Regions from separate parts of the Mus musculus genome. Here region 2 is linked to region 1. A link is a contact called in public Hi-C data. All regions are on one chromosome and are shown on one strand. The core of a region is the stretch at or near the end of the contact, and the rest is flanking DNA. Distances in the headings are between cores, read along the strand shown. Region 1 holds the start of Suco (SUN domain containing ossification factor). Region 2 holds the start of Slc19a2 (solute carrier family 19 (thiamine transporter), member 2).

What was found. Hi-C and Micro-C count contacts between places; a contact is called where the count stands out from the background.
Region 2: a Hi-C map of muscle stem cells shows a contact between it and region 1, with 4 times the contacts expected there. The contact joins the promoter of Slc19a2 here to the promoter of Suco in region 1. A contact is called at or near these places in 1 of 39 promoter capture datasets (hippocampal neurons), 1 of 484 Hi-C or Micro-C datasets (muscle stem cells) and 1 of 115 datasets of contacts at active chromatin or transcription factors (astrocytes).

Annotation. Positions count from the first base shown.
Region 1 is chr1:161,874,269-161,880,574 of GRCm38.p6, reverse strand. It overlaps Suco (SUN domain containing ossification factor), which reads left to right and starts at 3,893. Exons shown (of 24, transcript NM_001357402.1): 1 at 3,893-4,264. The coding sequence starts at 4,203.
Region 2 is chr1:164,243,745-164,250,526 of GRCm38.p6, reverse strand. Slc19a2 (solute carrier family 19 (thiamine transporter), member 2) reads right to left here and starts at 1,481. Exons shown (of 6, transcript NM_054087.3): 1 at 1,071-1,481. The coding sequence starts at 1,274.

The DNA of each region.
Region 1 (6,306 bases), core at 2,644-5,143:
CAATTTCTTAGGGAAATGCAGATTAAGAAAATAACATGTGCCGGGTGTGATGACTTATGCCTTTAATCCCAGCACTCGGGAGGCAGAGGCAGGCGAATTCCTGAGTTGGAGGCCAGCCTGGTCTACAGAGTGAGTTCCAGGACAGCCAGGGATACACAGAGAAACCCTGTCTTGAAAAAACAAAAAACAAAAACAAAACAAAACACCCCCCCGCAAAAAAAACAAAAATAAAAAAAAGAAAAGAACATGTAATCTTACTCCAGTTAGAATGACTACTATAAAAAAGATCCCCCTGACCCCCCAAATCTGACTAAGGTAAAGAAAAATAGGAACTATTCTATGCTCTTCATGGGGATCTAAGCTAATACAGTTACACATGTCTGAGTACGTGAACTGAGACTGTGGAACCATATAAACTTGAAAGGCTTTATATTGTTATAATGGTCTTCAAATGAGATCTTGAAGATAAACAAGAAAAGTTACGGTTGACAAGTGATGTGTTTGTGTGTCAAGTTGTCAAGGAATCAGTTGTCCTGTTTTTTTTTGTCAGCTTGTTATAAGCTAGAGTTATCTGTGTCAGGAAAGCTCAATGAAGAAAACACCTCCATCAGATTGCACAGAGGGAAGTCTGTAGGGCATTTTCTTAATCATTGAGGAGGGAGTTCTCAGCTCACTGTATGGGGTGCTTATCCTGGCCTCGTAATCCTAAATTGTATAAGAAACCTGGCTGATGGACTACTGATGGATTGGCTCAGTAGTTAAGAGCATTTGCTATTCTTGCAAAGAACTTGGGTTCAGTTTCTAACACCCAGATAGCAGCTTGCCACCTCCACGGGCACCAGGAACATATATGTTGCTACACAGACATACATGCAGGGGAAACAGTCATATATACAAAATAACAAAATACATACATCTAGGAGAGAAATTAGGCTGGGAAAGCTACAGGGAGAAAGGCAGGGAGCAGTGTTCTTGTTCCTGCCTGCAGATTCTTGTGTTGATGCTTCTGCCCTGACTTCTTTCTATGATGGATCGACTGTAAGCCAGATACCCCCTTTTCTTCGCCAAATTACTGTTGGTCATGATTTTTTATTACAGCAGTAAAAAGTAACTTAGGGCCCATGGAAAACAGTATGATTTCTTTGAAAACCAAACCAAACCAAACCAAAACTATGGGAAAGCCCTGCTAATTAAGGTCCAAATCTACCATTGCCCAGAAGGCCTTCTGGGCTCAGCACAAAATGGAGGCCTTCCTTTACTGGCAGGGCTTCCCCCTTCTCTAACCTTAACCCTCCACATACCTCTACCTGCAGAGTATCACATAGCCTTGGTTAAGATTACAGGTTCAACTTTCTTCCTCCCAATATGAACCTGTTCAGCTAGCACCTGAGATTTCTGGATGCCTCTCCATGTTAATGAGGCATCCTGGTACCTTAAGCCTTTATCCAGTGACCTTTGCCCATCCTAGATGTTCCTACCCTACTCCCATTCCCCAAAGTATATAAGCCTTGCATCATTCCAAGTAAGTTAATCTGTTTTCCAGAAGCTGGTCCTGGTGGGCCATTATTACCTGATGTACTCACAGGGCTTCTGACACTCTTCCCCACCCAATCCAGTCTCTGCTCCATCTTCCCTCACAAACCAAAAAAACAAAACTACCAAACAATTCAACAATCCTGCTGCTTGGTGTTAGCATTTCTAGGCTCCACCCCACAGTTATGCCTGACTCACTATAAAAGGGGCTGCTTGCCCCCTTCTTTCTATTTTTGCTTGCCTTTCTACTCTCTCCCACTCTGTCCCTTCTCCCTTCATTTTCCTCTCCCTCTCCAAGTGTTCATGGCTAGCCTCTACTCCTCTCCTCTCTCTCTCCCTTTCTCTGTCTCTACTATCTTGTCAACTCCCCTCCCCATGCCCTAAATAAACTCTATTCTATACTATACTTGTATGGCTGTTCCTCAGGGGTAAGGGATGCCTCAGTGTGGGCCCGCAGAAGCACAGCCTTCTCCCTGCCCCCCTCCCCCAACTCCATACTGTGCCTCCACCTAACATATCCCCGGCTTTTTCTTTTATATAAAACATAACACCTGGGTAAATGTCAAGGAGGAATTGCACAGTCGCCAAAATATGGAAGCAACCTAGGGATCCATTGATAAAGAAAATACAGTATATTTATTTACACATTAAACTATAAAAAGAACGAAATCTTGTCATTAGTTGTAACACAGATGAAATTGGAGAATGTTGTGTAAAATCAGAGGTAGAAATACAAATGCCGTGTAGTCTCTCTTATACATGAAAATTAAGATAATTTCAAAGATGAGAACAGAATAGTGTTCACAGATCTCAGGAGTTAAGGGTGGGAGAAGTGGAGGAGGTTAATGGGTATGGCGGTGCAGATAGATGAGAGGAACTGAAAATAAAATAAAATAAAATAGGAAGGGAATGACTGCTCCTGGGCATGGTAGAGGAGGTTTATACAAGGGAGACATAGCCAGAGACAGGGGCATCTGGACGAGTCCAGAGTGAATACGAACCTGAGCAGGGGCCATGTGAGGAAAGTGGAGGAGGCAAGGAGAGCCAGGAGACCAGGAGATCAAGAGGCCAGGAGGGTAAAGGGCAGACCAAAAGGGCCAGGTAACCAAAATGGCTGGATTATATAGGGAAGGGTGCATGAGGGAATGGCTGCCCAGCCCCTGGGCTGGAGAAGTTTGGAGTAGGGGCTGATGAGAAGAATCCTGCAACTAACTGGTAGAGACTGAAGAATGCTGGGAGAACGTGGCAGCCAGTTCTGCTTTGATATGTTAAATAGGCACACGGGAGACTTAGAGGAAGGAACTGCTATACTAAGAGGCCAAAAGTCTAGTCTCTTCCAACTGCTGTCTTTCAGGATCAGTAAGCTACTTGAAGAGATGTCTGGCAGTAGCCACAAAGCATTCTGAGATTGCACACCAACGCTCCCTAAGTAGGATTCTGGGCCTCAGCTTTTTACAGATTTTGGGGTCTCCATCTGTGAACACCACTTCTTTTTTTTTTTCTTGTTCACAGCAAGTATGTGTAGGAGTTCGCTTTCTCTGCTTCCAGACGCCGAGAGTCCGTAGTGTCTTTTCTGCCTTGCAGCAGCAAACCCACAGCCCGAAATTAAAAGAACAAAAAAGAACACTAAAGCTCTATCTTAGGAATCTGGCGGGCAGGTAGGAATTCTCACTTAGGTGAAAGAAAAGCTCAGTCCTTCCCAGCCAATCATGTGAGAGGAAACGTTGACACGCCTCTTTCTACCTTCCAATCATCATCTACCTCAGTAAGCCCGACCCACTGCCGGTAAACCGACTTTTAAATTGCATTAGCATGCTTTCTCCTGACCCTCTCCAGTCATTCCAGGCCGTTCCATGACTGTGCTCCAAGGAAGAATTATAGACTTAACAATGACAAATGACAAAGCTAGTCAGTCTGAAGGTGAGAAGTGAAAGTGTAAAACTCGAGAACCAAACCCGCGAGTTCTACGGAGGAAAAAAAAAAAAGGCGGGTTCGGGCAGGAGGACTACAAGCCCCAGATACCCGTGCGCGGAGGCGGCGCGTGCCAGCGAGAGTGGGCAGGCCATTGAAAGGCGGAAGACCGAGGGTTACAGGACTTCCTGTTCGAGCGCCAGCGAGTGGGTGGGACCTGCGCAGGTTGGGCGGCGGTTGTGGCGTTTTGGAGCTTTGTCAGCGGAGGGGGCGTGGCCCGCGCTGTGACTTGTGGAGCGCGAGCCGAGAGGGACGTGGGTGACGCGTCTCCTTCCACCCAGCTCAGTGGAGTGCGAGGTGCGCTGGCCCGGCCGGGGATTGGCTGCTGAGAGGCGAGTACGCGGCGGCCGTTGGTCGCCGGCAGCACGGAGCGAGGGCCCGGGCGGGCGGGGCGGGGATGGGGAGGCAGTGGCGGCGAAGGCCGGAGGAGGCGGGCGCGGGCGAGCGGGCAGACAGAGCGGCGGCGGCGGCAGTCTCCCGAGCGCTCCTGTGAAGCGTCCCTATTCCCGTTGCCGTGGGCCTCTCGGGGAGGCCATCCGGGACGCGAGCCGCTGCGGAACCGCTCCCCAAGCCCCACTGCTCTTCGGACTCTCGGTCCCATCCTCGCGTTTCTGCTCCGGCTCCTCCATCTTGGCCTCGACAGTGGCTGCTGTGGGGAGGATGTGCCGCCTCCTGGCAGGGGGAAGAAGGAGGAGAAGATGAAGAAGTACCGGCGGGCCTTGGCCCTGGTCTCCTGCCTCTCTCTCTGCTCTCTAGTCTGGTGAGTAAGGGGCCGGCCTCTGGGGACTTCCCGTGGGGATGAAAGAGGGAGTAGGTCGGGTCACACCCCCAAATCATCTCGGCTTTTTGGGTTGCTTGGTGCTCCTGCTCCTAAGCCAGGGACACAGCGGCCACCCAGCTCTTCCTCTTGTGGTTTACGAGTTGTGTTTTGGAATTTGCAGAGTTCCAGCAGGGAGAGAAGGGGATATTGGGGATCACTTTTTGCCTTTGTACTCGGGTACCCCATCACCGCAGTTAGGGCAGTTTGGGTAGTGTTCAGAAAGCTAGTGAGTGAGTTACTCAGTTTTGCTGTCAGTTCATTTGCTTTCGTTATGAGGTAAGGGCAGGGGCGAGTCAGGTGTGATGTGTTCCGGACCTGTGATTTTGAAAACGTGAGTCGTCATGAGGGTAAGAGTAATGTCTAAACTGTTGTTCTTCTGGTCAGGTCTTGCACAATCTTGACCAATAGTACTTTTGGGGCTGCTCCTTGAAACCCTGCGGCGTGGGGCGGGCGGGATCCCTGATGAAGCCCTTTTTCGGTTAGCCTGGTGGGAGAGGATTATCACAGATGTGGAGTCAGCCATAGTTTTGGGGCATGTTCTTTGGCACTAGAAAGGAAACGGTTTTTGCGACCCGCTCTGTCCCTTTCTCTGAAGTTCTATGGAGTTCAAGTTAATTTCAAGCACATCTCTGGATGTCCAGGAGCAGACATAGCTTATGAACCAAAGGATTGCTAAAGGTGTACTTGGAAAAGCCATTCTTTCTGAAGGAATTCCCAAAGAGCCTTGAGACTTGGTGACTGAAAGTGATGGCCTTTGTGTTAAAGAGATTTTGCTTCTTATACTAAAATCTAAACACACTTTCTTATTTACCTTATGTCTTCAAAGCGCCAGTAATAATTCCCTTTTTTTTATGGGTGTAATGGAATCCAGAGGTGCTCAAGTTGTAGAGTTGTTGCTCACATAGAATAATATATTAATATGGGCTCAAGAAAACACTTGTCTGAGAAAATCTGACTGGAAAGACTGTATTTCTTGTCATTCTGAATCCTTTAAATACTCCTTAAGAGAAACTGGTACCTGAAACCAGTGTAGGATTAGGTAGCAATTTCTTAGAGTTGGTGAGCTTCTCTTACTAGCCTTTTCTCCCCTCATTCAGAAATTATCTCCAGATTTTGTTACCCACTTCTCTTTTGTAGATTGAGTATTCTATGTTCATATAATAATCAGTTCTAGGGTCTACCCAGGACTTACTCTATTACTATTACTGCAGTTTAGTTTGATCTTATACTGTCATAGTTGATAGATTGTGTGTGATACAGCCTTCTGCCTTTTCTCTTTTCCTGCCTAGAGTGCTATAGATTTACCTTAACAGAAAACCAAAATGCATCCTATCTATTCATTCTGGTTGCTATTTTTTTCTTTTGCACACTGCTAATCACAATTCTTGGTTAAGTAGTACAGTGTATTCTAGGTGTAATTGTAGTGTAGCTACAGAAGAACAGTGATAGCTAATATTTATTGTTATCTGTACCAAGCATGTGGCATGTGTACGTTTTAGCATCTTTGTCAGCAAGGTCCTCTTAGGTAGATATTATTAGTTGAATTCTGTATTTTACAGATGAATAAATAGAGAGGCTAAAGTTATGCTTGCAACAGAGTAACATGGCTAAGCAGCTACTGCATTCTAAAATTTAGATTTGAACCTAAGCAGCTTGTAATACAGGCTCCTCACTACAGTGGTCCTCTGACTGACTATAGGTTAAATAAGGCCTGTGTTTTTAGACAGATACAGTACCATCACTTACTAGATATGTGTACTTGGACATGCTATATAATTCCTTTGAACTTTAGTTTTTAGAGCCTCAGTATGATAAAATTGATCCATTCATACCAAAGTTATTAGAAGCAAATGAGATAACACATGCACTTTGTAAAACAGTAAGAGCATGCTGTCTTTCATTATAAAAGCATTCAAAGGTGTTTTTCTTATGTTTACTGTGTATTGAATATTGTGAATCTTGAAAGCTTGAGTGAGTGGCCT
Region 2 (6,782 bases), core at 232-2,731, 2.4 Mb before region 1:
TGACCTGGCATGCCAAGTTATTGAGTTAGTTGCTCCTCAGAAGTGATGACTGACAGGAAATGACAGGGAGGCTTAAATGGGAGTCATATTCTACAGCCACCTGGGCAGGGAAGCAGCGCGGTAAGGAAGGAAACCGGGTATAGGAAGAAGGTGGCAATTATTCAGCATCCACTCATCTGACAGTAGGGAAAAGACATCGGACCTGAGCTTTCACTCTTTTGGATACTCAAGGAAAGGGTCCTGGAGCAGCAATCTCCATCTACAAGCTCCTCTGACAAAACCAAGTGCCGGGATAATGAGCTTTAATCACAGGAGTTAGGCACATTTCTGAAGTATACTATGCACTTCTGTGGTGCTGTGCGTACAAGTTTGTATCTTGAATAAATGTCTGCGCAGGAGTTCTTGGTCATGGCCCATGTGCATCACAGCCCTCAAAAACACCTGTACGGAGGATAAAACCTGTAGGTGAAGCAACACTTCACCATCCGAGAAAAGCTAAGTACCAATTATATGACACCGTCTGTTTTCATCCCAGAGACGGACTTCAGAGGGTGCAGTAAATCTTTGGACACAGTCTTACCTAATCAAGCACCCATATTCGGATGGCGTACTACTGTCCTGTATTGTCCTTCTGTAATAGCGCGTATCTATCTTGTCAGGGGTAAACAAAGTCAAGGAGGGGAAGGAAAGGGGGACCCTCTCACAAAAACAAAGCCAAATAACATCCATCCATATATACATACAAACACTCATATGTACATATTCTACTGAAAGTCGAGTTTACTGTTTTCTTTATCCACGCACTGTCCCCGGTCCCCAGCAGCTCCCACAGGACTTGTCCGGGCAGAACCGGGTTATCCACATACGGCCTGAAACACACATGCACGTGGGCTGCGGCCCATCTTGCTTAGTCTCGCACGGAACGTGCTAGAAACGCAAAGAGTAAGGCCACTTTTCCAAGCGAGCAGAAATCCGAACAGATATCTGCGTAGCCCGCTCCGGGACTCCGCCGCCAGACCCTCCACAAACATCTGACATGCTCGGCCTCCCCGCCTGCCGCTCCTGCCTACCTGTCTCTCGGTCAAGTTCTTGTCGGGTCCCAGAAGGTAGGGCGTGAGGAACGGCTCCGACGGCCGGAGGTTTGCGAAGAAGCCGTAGGCGCAGAGCAGCGCGGTCGGCAGGAACCAGCACTCGCGAGGGACGCGGGCAGTACGCAGAAGCATCCTGGCCGCCGCCGCCGCCGCTCGTCTGGACACCCTGGCTGGCACGTCCATCCTGGGCGCGAGGGGCTGGACGCCGACACGGCCCCCTCCTCCTTCTCGGCCAACGGGAGGGCGCCCGAGCCGCGAGCCCGCGCGGGCACCTGTAAGCGTGCGCGACGCCGCCTCGCGCCAGGGTCAAGGTGCTTGGAGTCCCCACCGCCCGCCGGCGGCCACAGCTCGCTAGCCGAACGCCCTTTCCCTAAGTCCGCCTCCGGGTCTGGCCCGCCACCCCGCCTGGCCCCGCCCCCACGCCCCGCCCCGACCGCAGAACGCCCTTTCCCTAGGTCCGCCTCCCGGTCTGGCCCGCCTCCGCCTGGCCACGCCCCACGCCACGCCCACCCACAGCAGACGATCACTAGCCACGCCCCCGGGAACCTCCTCCTCGCCAATGCCTCCCGGCCGGAGCCAACCTCCCTGCTTCCCTATTGGCCAGTGGCTCAAAAGACAGAAAGGCCGCTTGGGGCTGCGCGCCCGGGCTCTGACGTGAGGGGTTCTGGGACATCGGACTTTTAGGGGCCATGTCTGGACTCTGTGGCGAGGACCCTACACACCCTCCCTGGTCGGATCGGTCACCAGGCATTTTCCGATCACACGTCCGGAAGGCTCCCTAGAGCGGGATCCCCGGATGTGTGCTTCATCGCAGCGAGTCTGCTCAGTCTTATCTGCCAACCTACTGATGTTGGTCCTCTGCCCGGGACACATGATGACACAGGCTTGCAAACCTTTAACCTTGAGGCGGGAGAATGCAATCCCTGGGCTCCAAGAGCTTTTTGTTGTTGTTGCTGGGTTTGATTTAGTTTGCTTTTTTTTTTTTTAACATTGTCTTTAAATGTGGTAGAAAGACACAAGCTGGACCTGAGAACTGAGATTTGGGGCCTTTTACTATAGACAGAAAGAAAACGAGGATGACCGAGTTAATCAGCAAGAGGCTTTTGCTTTATTTCGTCACTTTTTGTTGGCAGGATACAAAGAACAATTAACTAATATATCCTATGGAAAGGAAATCGCCCTAAAAACCTAGGCCCTAAAATGGGCTCAAGGTTTCAGGAAGTGTGCCGCTCACGAAATACCCACAGGGTTCAAAAGTAAAAGCAGCTAACCCCCACCCTACACTGGGAGGTTTCTGTCTTCTCGGTCCATCCAGACAGGCTAATCACCCCGTCTTTCTCCAAGGGAGCCTGCACTCCCCCTTTCCTACTCTTGGCTACAAAATCTGGCTCAGACCATGCGCTGCTGGCTCTCCAGCACCTCTGGTCACAGCGACTCCCAGTCTTGAGATTCACCTCTCAGACTGCTGTTGTTAGTGAGGGCGATCTGAATTTTCATTCTTTCATTTCTGCCTGGGTCACTGCGTCTCCAAGGAGAAGGACCAACTAGACACCTGAGGGCTGGCAGGCAGGACTGAAAGGGCTCACTGTGCGAACCTCCTGGGTTCCCATTGAGCGATCCTTCACTAAAACACTTCACTAAAACAGAAAAACGAGGCAATAAGAGGGCAGGTTGTTGTCAGAAGTTTTTCAAGGGCAAACCGTGGCAGGAATCCCCAGCGCTTTCTTTCATCGCCCTCTGCATGACTTTTTGCTGGACTCACAGACTGACTCTGTCCCAATATCAGCAGAATCGAGCTGCACGAGTGAATACACAAAATGTGTGCGTGGAGCAATTTGCCAAAATGCAAGGTGTGGTGTTGACATCTTTCAGAGTCTTTTGAAGGGCTGGCTAGGAAGACTTTATTCCTTTTAGCCTCCAGAGGCTATATAACCTGTGATGATATCAGTTTGTAAGCTAAAAGAGAGTGTGCCTGTGTGCTATATTTCAAATTTTCTCGGTTCAATTTACTAAATTGATAATATCAACCGTTCTAAGTCACCAAAATCAAACGTCTCCTCGATGACAAGAGCTCCGAGACCAAAAAGCTTGAGGATGTTTGGTCTATTAAATGTGTAGTCACCTAAATTTCCACCATCATATCAGTTTCTCTTCACAACTATAGAGATAGAGCTGGAGCAGTTAGTTCTCCTGGCTGCCTTGCACGGACATGTATTTTAGTAGAGAAAAGGGAAGAAAAACAAATGAACCAACAAGCTGATAAGGGCTTTGCATTGAGATGTCTATCTTTTAAAATCAACTTTCTAGTCTTTTGTTGAGGCTTGAAACCCTATGGAATCTATACATCACCTTGTTATAGATCGAATATTGAAGTTTCTAATCTTCGAGATGAGTCTGGATATAAAGCAGTTTCTCCTGAATTGGGCAGAAAATTACTTCTTACTTTTCTGAAAGAGGTTCCTAAGTAGGCAGAATTCTACCAAAATGACTCTTGTCCTTATATAATCTCTATCTACTTGAGTGTAGCACGAAAGCTTATGGATTTGATGAGATAATACTCTCGTGATTGCACAACATTTTATAACAAAAATGGAATTATCTAGCTAGCCTAATCACAGAGGCCCTTTGTAAGCAGAGAGTTTCTTTCCATGGTAGCAGAAAAAGAACCCAGAAGGGTTTATTTGAAAGGTCAAAAGGGTTTGACCTTTTACTGCCTATGAACCAAGATGAGGGCAATCTGTGACAATGGAGCGTGGGTCCTGGCTGACAGCAAGGAAGCCAGTACCTCAGTCCTACGATCACATGGAACTGAATCCTTCTAAAATTCTTAAGAATAGTAGCACACATCTGTAGTCCACCATATGGTAAACTGAATCAGGAGGATTTCAATTTTACAGCTAACATGAATAACATGGGAAGTTCGGGGACAGATACTGTACATAGTGAGAACCTGTCTCACAAAACTACCACTACCACCGCCACCCAGCACGTCAGAGACCTTGGAGTGCAGTCTTCCTCAGAGCCTCCAGAGGAAAGTCCAGCCAACATCTTGGATTTAGCCTATGAAATCCCAAACAGAGATCCTACCTACCTAAGCCCATCTGGTTACACTCCACTGTGAGCTAAGCTGTTGTAATTGTTTTCAGATGGTAAATCTTTGTGAACTTGCAACAATAGGAAACTAATGTTGAGCTAATATGTATGTATGTATGTATGTATGTATGTATGTATGTATGTATGCATATATGCTCTCATCCAAGTATTAACGACTCCAACCCCATTTAGCTTCTGAGATGAGATAAAGATGGGCATGTTTGGACAATATGGTCAGAATATAAATTTCTAAGTTAAGGTTATAGTAAGACAATGCAAAATAAGCAATGTTGAAACAGACAGCTCAGCGGCTTAGTACATTCCTAATACTAAGCCATTGCCCCTTTCTAGTAATAAGAAATGTTTTCAACCACATAAGCCAATTCACACTCAAGAAGCTATGAGTCTCCACTGACCCCTTACCCACAATGCCTGGGAACACTATAATGTGCCTGTGTGTCTAACAATGTGTCTGCATGAAAGTTTCATACCTGCGACCTTTCATCTCTGGCCTCTTTCCCTTAGCATAGGACTTTATGTTTCACTTATACCTTAATGTAAGTCAACACTTTCTGTTCGGTAGTTGAGCCCTGAGCCATATCTATACACTCACCAGTTAATGGGCATTTGGTTTGCTTTCACGTTTTGAGTGAAACGTGAGTTATAAACTTGCGAGTGAGTGTGTGTGTGTGTGTGTGTGTGTTTGAATGTGTGTTTCCGAGGAGAGGAATTGATGCCTCATTTGGGAATTCTGTTTTGTCTGAGGAGCTGCCAAACTGTTTCCCATAGAAACAGTACCATATTCAAGCAATATCCAAAGCTTCCAATTTTTCTACATCCTCATCCATGTGTATTTTTCTTTCTAGGGGGTAGCCTACCTAGTCAGTGTGATGTGGTAGCTCATGGATTCGGTTTCTAACCTCCCTAGAGAGTGATAGTGTTGATGTTGATAGTGTTGAGCATATTTTCCTGTGTGTAGTGACTATCTGTCTATCTCTAGGTCCATTCAAGTTCTTTGTCCCTTAAATTGTTTTCTTTTGTTATTGAACTACAAGTGCTTTTTATGTATTCTGCGTACTATGTTCTCCCATGAAATATGGATAAATAGGATATTAAGAGATTTTTTCTCTCACTCATATGTGGGAATATATGTTTTGAAAAAAAGTAAATTTATGTTTTACACCTTTCTGGTTTTTGTTTATCTTGCTGAGGAGTGCTATGTGGAGAGCATGCAGAAGTATAATAAGGTATACTTCTACTACCTTCTATACAACAATCCGTTGTGTGGATGTACTTTGATTTATTTAAGCATTCCATATTTGTGGCACTTATAGTTCTAGTTGTAGGTCATTAACAGTGCTATAATTAAATCACTGCACAATATATGTTTATATATGCTTAATTTCATTTATTCACTGAATAGTTGAAGAATACATATTTAGAAATATTTAAAATAGTTTTTAAAAATTTAAATAAAATTTAAAAAATTAAAACACAATTTAAAAAATAGGTATGTCTCAGTTGTTCTCTACAAAAGCTAAAGCGGGGCTAGCTTACATTTTCACTAGCAAATATAAGAGCATTTGTTTTGAGAGCAGTTGAAAGCAGATTCTTTTTGTAATAGCTTTATGAACTCTTTGAGAATTTCTTACAATGTATTTTAAGCATTTTTCGGCACCCTGTACGTCAGCTCCTCCCAGTACAGCCCTCTCCACCCTCCCATTTCTCCCTATCCACCCCTGAGATTACTCCTAAAGGCCGAGTTCTTTCCTTGCTGGAAGGAATGCAGGCAGAGAATGTTGAAGGACAAGAGGGGTCGGGTTTTGAGTTTCTCTAGTAGGTGGAAAACAGTAGTTCTCACAAAACTAGTAAAGATTTGGGCCCACAGGAGATGTTTGTCATTGTCTGGAGATATTTGTTTATGGTCATGATGAAAGGATAGATGTTCCTAACTTAAAGCCAGGGAGTCTGCTAAAAATTCTACAGTCTCCGAGGAAGTCCTTTCCACAATTACCTAGCACAGGTTCACTACTGAAGATGAGACAGCAGATAAAAAGTTGAGAAATATTGGTATGTAGATTTGAAAACAGGAAAATAGGATGCTTTCCTAGCATGTGAGAGACTCTGAATTAGACTCCCCAGTATTATAAAATAATGATAATAAATTTGAAAACATTTATATTTGTATTTAGCGTCTTTCTGTTTCTTTCTGTTGTAGCTTCTTTCTGTTTGTATTTGTAACTATGTAGATGTACCCTTCTATAAATACACTACTCCTGACCTTTGCCCATTTTTCTTTTGGTTTTTCTATCCTTATTTTTAAGATCCCTTCTTATTTTATAAATAATTTATTTTTTATCTTCATTGAAAAGATCTTTCAACTATAATTATTTTTAATGGATATTTTTTTTTTGCCAAATTGAAGGTAATGTCATAGATAATAAAACATGGTCTCAACAAATTGTCAGACACACCATATTCATATAATTAAATTGTTCTTTTCCCCAAAGTCAATTTATAACCTCAATAAAATTCCAGCAGGGATCCAAGAAATATTCAATTAAGAATTCAAAAGTACCTCAAAATTTATATAACACA